2 separate regions of the Mus musculus genome follow, and region 2 is linked to region 1. A link is a contact called in public Hi-C data. All regions are on one chromosome and are shown on one strand. The core of a region is the stretch at or near the end of the contact, and the rest is flanking DNA. Distances in the headings are between cores, read along the strand shown.

Evidence for each region. Hi-C and Micro-C count contacts between places; a contact is called where the count stands out from the background.
Region 2: a Hi-C map of the G1E-ER4 cell line shows a contact between it and region 1, with 4 times the contacts expected there. The contact joins two enhancer-like sites. A contact is called at or near these places in 4 of 39 promoter capture datasets (3T3-L1-derived adipocytes, cranial neural crest, pre-B cells and 1 more), 13 of 484 Hi-C or Micro-C datasets (CD8 T cells, the G1E-ER4 cell line, the P5424 cell line and 8 more) and 1 of 9 other capture datasets (embryonic stem cells).

Annotation. Positions count from the first base shown.
Region 1 is chr16:91,364,206-91,368,216 of GRCm38.p6, forward strand. Gm36587 (a long non-coding RNA gene) reads right to left here. Exons shown (of 4, transcript XR_876244.2): 2 at 3,655-3,953; 3 at 2,746-2,816; 4 at 1,282-1,411. Among named protein-coding and RNA genes, the nearest start is that of Ifnar2, 6.6 kb to the right of the region's middle. Within about 2 kb of position 2,581, at least 133 of the 459 cell types and tissues checked have an H3K27ac peak or open chromatin away from gene starts, as enhancers often do. A contact at or near this core is called in CD8 T cells, the G1E-ER4 cell line and memory CD8 T cells, where this site is marked.
Region 2 is chr16:91,915,592-91,919,861 of GRCm38.p6, forward strand. Itsn1 (intersectin 1 (SH3 domain protein 1A)) reads left to right here. Exons shown (of 39, transcript NM_010587.2): 39 at 1-4,270. Among named protein-coding and RNA genes, the nearest start is that of Gm25245, 3.7 kb to the right of the region's middle. Within about 2 kb of position 2,405, at least 72 of the 459 cell types and tissues checked have an H3K27ac peak or open chromatin away from gene starts, as enhancers often do. A contact at or near this core is called in CD8 T cells, the G1E-ER4 cell line and memory CD8 T cells, where this site is marked.

The DNA of each region.
Region 1 (4,011 bases), core at 1,331-3,830:
TGCCTGCTAGCTTTTTCACTCTTACACAGTTCAGGGCCCAGACTAGGAAATGGTGCTACCCACAGTGGGCTGGATCCTCCTACATCAATGAACAACCTAGACAGCTACCCCCAAGACATGCCTACAGATCAACCTGAACTAGAGAGTTCCTCATTAACCCTCTCTTCCCAAGTGATTCTACTAGCTGGCACACCACCCTAGGAAAACAATATCACAGTCTAACTTAAATCTTATCTGTTATTAACAGATACCTAACCCAGGATGCTGGGGATTAAGTTTGTTTCCTAATACAGCCCTCACTGGATGGCCAACCTAGCACCAAGTTCTAGTCATTATCTTCCTACCCATTTCTAACCCATCCCCAATCCACTAACCCTGGTCCAGAGATGGGCAAGGGTTCTGTCTGGGAGCAGTCACTTCCAGGGGACTTTGTAGAGAGCTGGGGAACGGGGGTATGGAGGGTGGTACTGGTCACATGATGGGCTGAGTGCTACAAGTATTTGATGAGCAGAGGCCAAGGATGCTGGACCACTCCATCATCTAACTACTGTCTTCTATGATATGTCTATGGATAGATCTTTGAAGGTGAATTCCCTGTTTGGACTTAAGCTTAAAACCTATTTTTGTTTGGCATTTAACTATGTAATTTTTGGTACTGGACTACATTTCTCAACACTGAATGAAATTTTCCCTAAAACGACCTCGATTCTGAAGTTCACATCCCAACACTGGCCTTATTTCCATTCCTAATTCCAACACTATCTGATAGCAGATCTCCCCCTCCCCCAACCCCGCCTCCGCCTCTAATCATCTATCTCATTGGTTTGGCCATGACTCCCCGCCCACCCCACCCCCCATGTTGTTTCCACAGCAGATCCACCCTAGCCATTCTTAAACCATCTTAAACCCCTCTCCACAAAGCCAGACTTCTTATTGATCCCCATCCCCAGTGGGAAGTTCTTCTTACTCTCTGATCAATCAATTAATCAAGACTTTGTGCCCAAAACTACTGTTTGCAGACAAACGCAATTCTCGCTCTTCCTGACCATGCTGCTCAAGACATAGAAAGGATCAGGACAGAAACAAAATTGTCCTGGAGATTGTCCTGCGTGCTGGCCGCCTACTCAGAGAAAGCATTGGGACCCCATGTCTAGGTTCTTTCTTTCCTAGCACTACAGCTCCCGTGAGTCCCCAAAGCTAATACTATATAGCCTTGCTGTTCTGTAGGGTGTCTCAGTTAGGGTTTGCTGCTGTGAACAGACACCATGGCCAAGGCAAGTCTTATAAAGGACAACATTTAATTGGATCTGGCTTACAGGTTTAGAAGTTCAGTCCATTATCATCAAGGTGGGAGCAGGGCAGCATCCAGGCAGATGTGGGGCTGGAGGAGCTGAGAGTTCTACATCTTGTTCTGAAGGCAAACAGAAGGCTGGTTCTCATGTGGTTAAGAGAAGGGTCTTATTGCCCACCCTGACAGTGACACACTTCTTCCAACAAGGTCACACCTACTCCAACAAGGCCAGACCTCCAAATAGTGCCACTCCCTGGGCCAAGTATATCCAAACCATCACATAGAGATTCCCCAAAGTCCGCCTCTACAGGTTCTGAATCCACAGACTCAACCAACCTTCTGTTTAAATATTCAGGGAGGAGACTGGGGAGATTGCTACTGTATATAAAGTATTTGCCAATCAAGAATTCCCCCTCCCAGGTCCCGAGGGCTGGGCCTTTGAAGGTCATAGCCCAGACCTGGTTCCAATCTAGTTCTCTGCTTCTTTTCACTCAGGCTGCCACCAATACTTCCATGTCTTCCTCGTTATGAGGAACTGCAATCTCCCTGAGCATCGTAACGTCTCTCGTTAGAATTTAGAGCACTATTCGAAGGCTCTGTCAGTCAAGTGCGATTCTCTGGGGCTCTGTGTCCTCACCTGCCATAGGTGAGCCTTGCAAGCTCACCTGATTTAGATCCTAGGACTCAGGTAAAGATGTGGACGCAGCGACACACACTTGTAATCCCAACACTAAGGAGGCAGAGACAGGAGGATCCCTGAGGCTGGATGGACCAGCCCTTTTAGCCTAGTTGGTGACTTCTAGGCCAATAAGAGAGACCCTGTCACAAAGGATGGCAGAAGATGACACACAGGGTTGTCCTCTGGCCTCTACTCACACATTCACATACATGTATACATGTGTGTATTCATACACACGTGAACGGACACAAATAAATAGTTAATTATAAAAGAATTTAGAGTAGTATGTAGAAAGGTGAAGGAAAAGCGGAGAGAGGCCCCTCCTAGGAAAAACTGAGTCACAGCCCTTCTGCAAAGACACTGTTTAGATATAGTCTCTAATCGTGAGGGCAACACCATAGGCTCCCAGGTTAACCTGCTGTTCCATGAGTGCTGCATCCATGAAAATATGGCTGGCAGGTGAGGACACAGAGCCCCAGAGAATGGTACTGAGTCTGAAAAAAACATCAAAAAAAGGGAGGGTGATGAGTCATTTGAAGACTCTGAGGTAGGGAAAGGTCATGTGCACTGTAGCCAAGCACTTGGGTTGAGGTTGGGGCACTGGTGGCAGCTGCCTCCAGTGAGACAAGGCTTGGCTCACCACAACCTTAACACCCTGTGAGCAGATCTCTTGCAACCTCTGCTCCACTTCCTGAATCTGCCAGGTTGAGGCTGCAGGTGGTCAGTGGGGCTTGGGATTCTCAGCCTAGAGACTGAGGAACTGGCTCTCACCTACCTCAAATGTGCAGGTTTGAGGGAAGCTCATGGCCCACCAGGGCCTCAGTCATCTGGAAGGTGGTCCAGGACCTGCCAAGAGAATGTTACAGTCCAGAAATATAGCTTTGCCCCAGGTGTGTTCACAGATAGACTCAGGACCAGACCCAGCTCTCCAGACATGTTATTTGTGACTCTCTCCACCTCCCTGGAAGCATAGGAAGTTGCTGGGTATGAGGTTTTATGGACAGGAAGACCAGCCCCACACTCTGCAGCTCAGAGAATTTTACTAACTTCCCTTCCGTGAAGCCTCTGACACACATATGCATTCCATATCTAGAATGTTCTTTCTCCACAAATCTCTTACATGGCTCTTGCCACAGGCCTCCTTCTCTGCAACAGACCACTGCCACACACTTCCTGTGAAAAGCAGAAGCTGTCACTGGGGACTCTCTAGCCCTCTTCCTCCAAATACACATACGATCCACCTTCATTTTCTCCCTGACAAAGGATGCCAACCTAGCACCTGCTTCTTCAGAGAGTCAACCCTTCTCTGCATTCCTGGACTCTCCTCTGCCTGTCCCAATCACTTCAGCCTTGCCTGTCTCTCTGGGGTCATTCTTGATAGACTATGATCATTCCCAACAACATGTCATCTTCAAAACACCACTTTAGGCAGTGACACGTTGTTGCTGTGTGATAGAATTTTCCTGGGGAGATGCAAAACATACGTCTACCCACCCCAGATAAGGAGCCCATGGCAGAGCAAAGGATAAATACCACCAAAGTCCATCTTGGTGAACCAATGAGTTTTATTGAGATTACTTACCGGAACATGGGCAAGGGGTGACTTATAGGAGCAGAAGTGACTCAAACACAACACCAAAGCCCACCCCAGCATGAGTGAAGACAACTCACAAATGCTACGCACCTGGAGCACACTGCACAGCCTGCAGGCAGGTTAGAGGGTATCTTTTCCAGGTGGCTGCTTCTTCCAGGCTGCTTGACTGGTTTCTGCTTCTTCCAGGCTGCTTGACTGGTTTCTGCTTTGTCCAGGCTGGTCTTGGAATTTATTTGCAGTTTTGCTTTCCTGAGGGCAATTCTCAGCCTTTCTCTGCATTTCTAGACTCTCCTCTACTGTTTACTACAAAGGAGCCTAGTGAGTCTTGTTAGCTTCAGGGACTTCCTGAAACTATGTTGAGTTGTTTACTTTCTGTCTCAAGGGGTTTCCTGAAAGATATACAATGTTTCAATCTAGGAGGAAACTGTCGTACAACATTGGCTAAAA
Region 2 (4,270 bases), core at 1,155-3,654, 550 kb after region 1:
TCCCTCTCCTCTTCCTCCTCCCCCTCCTCCCTCTCCTCCTCTTCCTCCTCTCCCTCCCCCTCCTCCTCCTCTTCCCTGGATTGGCCCCATGGGCCCAAATTCTTGTTTTTCTTTGTTTCCCCCTTATTCTCCAAAGACACATTGAAGCTGACATTTCAGGGAATGCCTTATTGGGCAGGCCTACAGAGGCTGGCTTGTATGAGTGGTGGGAACCTCCTCAGAAGAGCCCAATCTTGCTGACTAGTAATTGACAGTAAGGAGTCCCCAACATGGGTCCTAAGATGCCACCCCCTCCTCCCCTGTATCTCCCCGCTCCTCCCCTGCACAGTCTCCTTTAAAGGGGGGTCAGCACCTGACCTTTTCCCAACTCCATTGCTTGCCTACCTGCCAAGGGACCCTGTTCTGCAGGGACGTGGGGGTGTGAGGGTCACCGGGCCAAGGTAATGCAGGAGAAAAAAGGAGGGAAGGAAAAAGGAAGAGAGAAAGAAGGAAGGATGGATGTAAGGATAGAAGGGATGGAGGAAGGAGGGAGACAGGGCAGGTGGTCAAAGAGAACGTTAAAGAGGCTTCCTCGCAGGTTATGAAGGTAAGGGCTCACTCAGTGCCACGTACTCCCCGTGGGGGTTTAGGGGACCGCATCTCTGGAGAAGAGACTCGCAAACTGAAGATGGGACTTACCCCTGCCCTCCTTGTCATGGAGACTTAGACCTCTAGTGTAGCAGCCCCTAGAACCATCACGGCTTCCTTTCTTTTTTATTTCTTTTTTAAAGATTTATTTATTATACTTAAAAAACAGACACACCAGAAGAGGGTGTCAAATCTCATTACGGATGGTTGTGAGCCACCATGTGGTTGCTGGGATTTGAACTCAGGATCTTCAGAAGAGCAGTCAGTGCTCTTAACCACTGAGCCATCTCTCCAGCCCCCACCATCACGGCTTTCTGAGTGGCAAATTCCCAGAGGCCCTTGGGCATAGCATTCTCTTTTGAATGACTCCTATTAATGAACATTGTCCTTTGAAGGGCTATTCAAGGAAATAATGAAGACTTCTTGTTAGTTTGGACTTGCAATAAATAACTGGCTGGTTGCCACAGGGACTCCTCTTTCCAGTTCCCTGTTTCCTGATACCTAGAAAGTAGCTGAGCTAGAGGAAGAGAAAGTCCCGGAGACCGTTTCCTCACAGGACATTGCACGAGGTCCCTGTGGTCCCAAGGATCCACTAATGTGTATAATGACTTCGTGTCTGTAAGCGCCAGGAAAGGTTCTGTCCTTGAGAAGCACAGGAAAATACAACCCGTGAGAAAGATGGCCAGGATCTCAGGCTCTCTAAGTTGAGAGCATTGAAACTCCTATGTCAGCACCCTGGGCAGACTGCAGTCAGGAACAGCAACACAGTGAGCAATGCTGACAGGATGCTGTTCCTTCAGGGGGGCTCTATCCTGTCCAGGCCGCCTGTTGGGGGCTGGGAGGCAGAGAAGGGACCTCCTTTGTGGCTTTTAAGCCAACTTGTAGATCTAATTTTAAGTCACTTTAATAACATAAAATTCCTGCTCAGTGGCTGGGTAGATCGCTGACAAAGTGCTAGCCCGGCAAACCTGAGGCCCTGAGTTTGATCCCCAGCCCTTTCGTAAAGAAACCAGATTCAGCATGCGTAGCTGTAGTACCAGAGCTGGGGATGTGGAGACAGGGGGATTGTTGGACTTGTTTCTTGGTGCCGTGGCTCACAGGGGTTGGGACTGGGGATGTCTTGAAGGATAAGGTACAGAAAACTCAGTACGGAAACATTAGTGTTTATCTCCACCAAACAACTAACTCAGTTCTACTCAGACCTAACTAGTTCCTTTAGTAAAAGGAGCTAATAGTTTATATTTTGGCAAATAATTCTCCTAGCACTGTGTGTGGCTGTCCTATTTCAGGGTGAATTGCCCCTACGCTGTGTCAGGTCCTATGCTATATTTTAATCGGATCTGTTCTGTTTTCTGGAGCAGCCTAGAGTCTCGCTGTTATTACAGTGATGAGTATTTTAGTGTTCGAAGTCCACCGAGGAGAGTTTCATTCAGAAGCGGGCTTATTCCGTCAGCCTTCAGATTGCCCAGCGTCCCTCCGGGATTTCTGGGGAGCTGGCCAGTGACCAAGGCTCCTTTTTACGCTGTGGAAATTCCTCCCTTCTTCTTTTAGAACCATCGTACCCGTATCCTGTGCGAGAGCTGCGCCTGTGGTTTTCTGCCTCCCCGGCTATACTCTTTTGTCTTTCTTGTCTTATCTCCTGTTCTCGGTGAAAACAAGAGTGGGGACCTTAGACAAATAGGAGCCAAAGGCAGCGTGGTGGCTTGTGTGGCCATTTCCGCACTGTGGGGCTCTTCCTACCTAGATGGTTCTATTGGCAGGGTCAAGGTGCTGGCGCCCCCTGCTGCATCCCAGCAGCATTGCTCTTGTGGAACTTGCTAGTGAGAGGGGTGGGGGTAGGGTCAGGGCTAGAACCCGACTGTAGTGCTCCCCGACTCTCCCAGCTGAGCCGTGAGCAAAGAAGGAAGGTGTGAGTGAACCCAGCGCTGGGCACCTACTGAAATGGCGTTCCTGCCTGCTGGGGTGGACAGAGACCCTCCTCAGCTTCCCTGCCTTTTCTGTGCCTTCAGAGGGGAATGTTGCAATTCAGTTCTCCACAGAAAAGGACTGGCTTCCTGAAGTAGGCCTCTGTCCCTGCGAGACAGGGTAGCCCTACTTGGTAGGATAGCAGGGTGTCTACCTGAAGACTTCGACTTTGGACGTTTTAAGTGGCAAATGGTTTGATGCAGCCCTTGGATGCCCGGAGTGTGTCTGTGAGTGAGTGTGTATGTGTGTACCAAGCATTGGGGGATGGCTGTGTGTCCCACTGAAGGAGACAGGAGATGTTTTGCTCTACCCTTCCCCAAGCTGCATTCAGGACCAGCTGGTAATGTGTGGACCAAGTGCAAAAATAAAAATGGCCTCCTCCTTGCTCCAAATGATTAGGGATTTCAGCAGGGGCAGCAGAGAACTGAGCTGAGTTTGGGCCCTGCTGTTTGGAGGGGCTCCAACACCCTGGGGCTGGCCTTGACTACACTGTGAATGGAGCAGGGAGGGCCTTGTTATGTCTTTCTTCTTTGGAAAGGTCTCCCTGGCAGGCTGCGCGGAGCTGAGATGGAAACACATCGTCCCTTCTCCCTCTCTCCCCCCTCCCTCCCTTGTTTTCTTTTCCTTTCCTTGCAGTGCTAATTATCAAAGCCAGGGCCTCGTGCATTCTTAGAAAGTGAGGTGCTTTTCAAAACTCTACTCTTTTATCTCTTAAAAGTACAAACAGTGCAGAATAATTACAGCGCCCGAACCCCCGGCTAACACCTGGAAGCGCCCTGGATGGACGGGGAATGGTCAACATAGGTTGATGGTTTCTCAAGTCTCCGTCCAGGGTGTGTCTCTGGATATCAAGTGGGGCCTTTGAGTCTTCAAAGTTGAATTTTCTGCTTTGAAATGAAACCTTTCCCTATTCAAGGGTTGGTCTCCCGGTTTCTGGTGTCACAGAGGAGATTCTAAACTACTTTAATGGAGAAGAGCCTAGAAGAGCACAGGGTCCCTGTCTGACATCGAGAGGTCCTTTGTTCCTTTAGATACTGCTTTCTGGAGAGAGAGTGGGCGGAGCCAGATGCCTCTCTGCCCTAGAGGCCAAGTGTCTGAGAGTTTACTCCTGGGAGGCAGGGCTCTCACGGGATAGATCCTCCATGTGTCTTTGGGTGTTCGCAAAGAAGAAAGGCTCTGCTGTGTGTGTAACCTCTGCATTCTGGAAGCCCACAGCTCTGGGGAGGCCAGAAGTTAGGAAGCCGCTCCTCAAAGGTGTGTGTGTGTGTGTGTGTGTGTGTGTGTGTTGCTTTGTTGTGCAGCCTGTGTTGTGTTGGATGCTCCAAGCCCTTTGAGGCTCTGTTTGCCGTTTGCAGATGTGGACCCATGTCCACACATGCAGAGCAATAATCTTTCTCGAGTTTCCCGATTCCACTCCTGTAATCCCAGCGCTCCAGAGATAGAAGCAGGAGAATCAGGAGTTTAAGGCCAGTCTGGGCTACGTGAGACCCTCTTTCAAAACTAGAAACACAGAAACTGAGAAGGGAAAACCCACAGAAGGCTCACCTGCCTCAGCTTTAAATCACCTTAAATGGGTCATGATCCCTAGAGGGACCTGACCACTACTCTGCCAGCATCCATTTTAATGAGTGAAGATTTTGGATACCCTTCATCAATTAACATTCTCTAAGCGTTACTT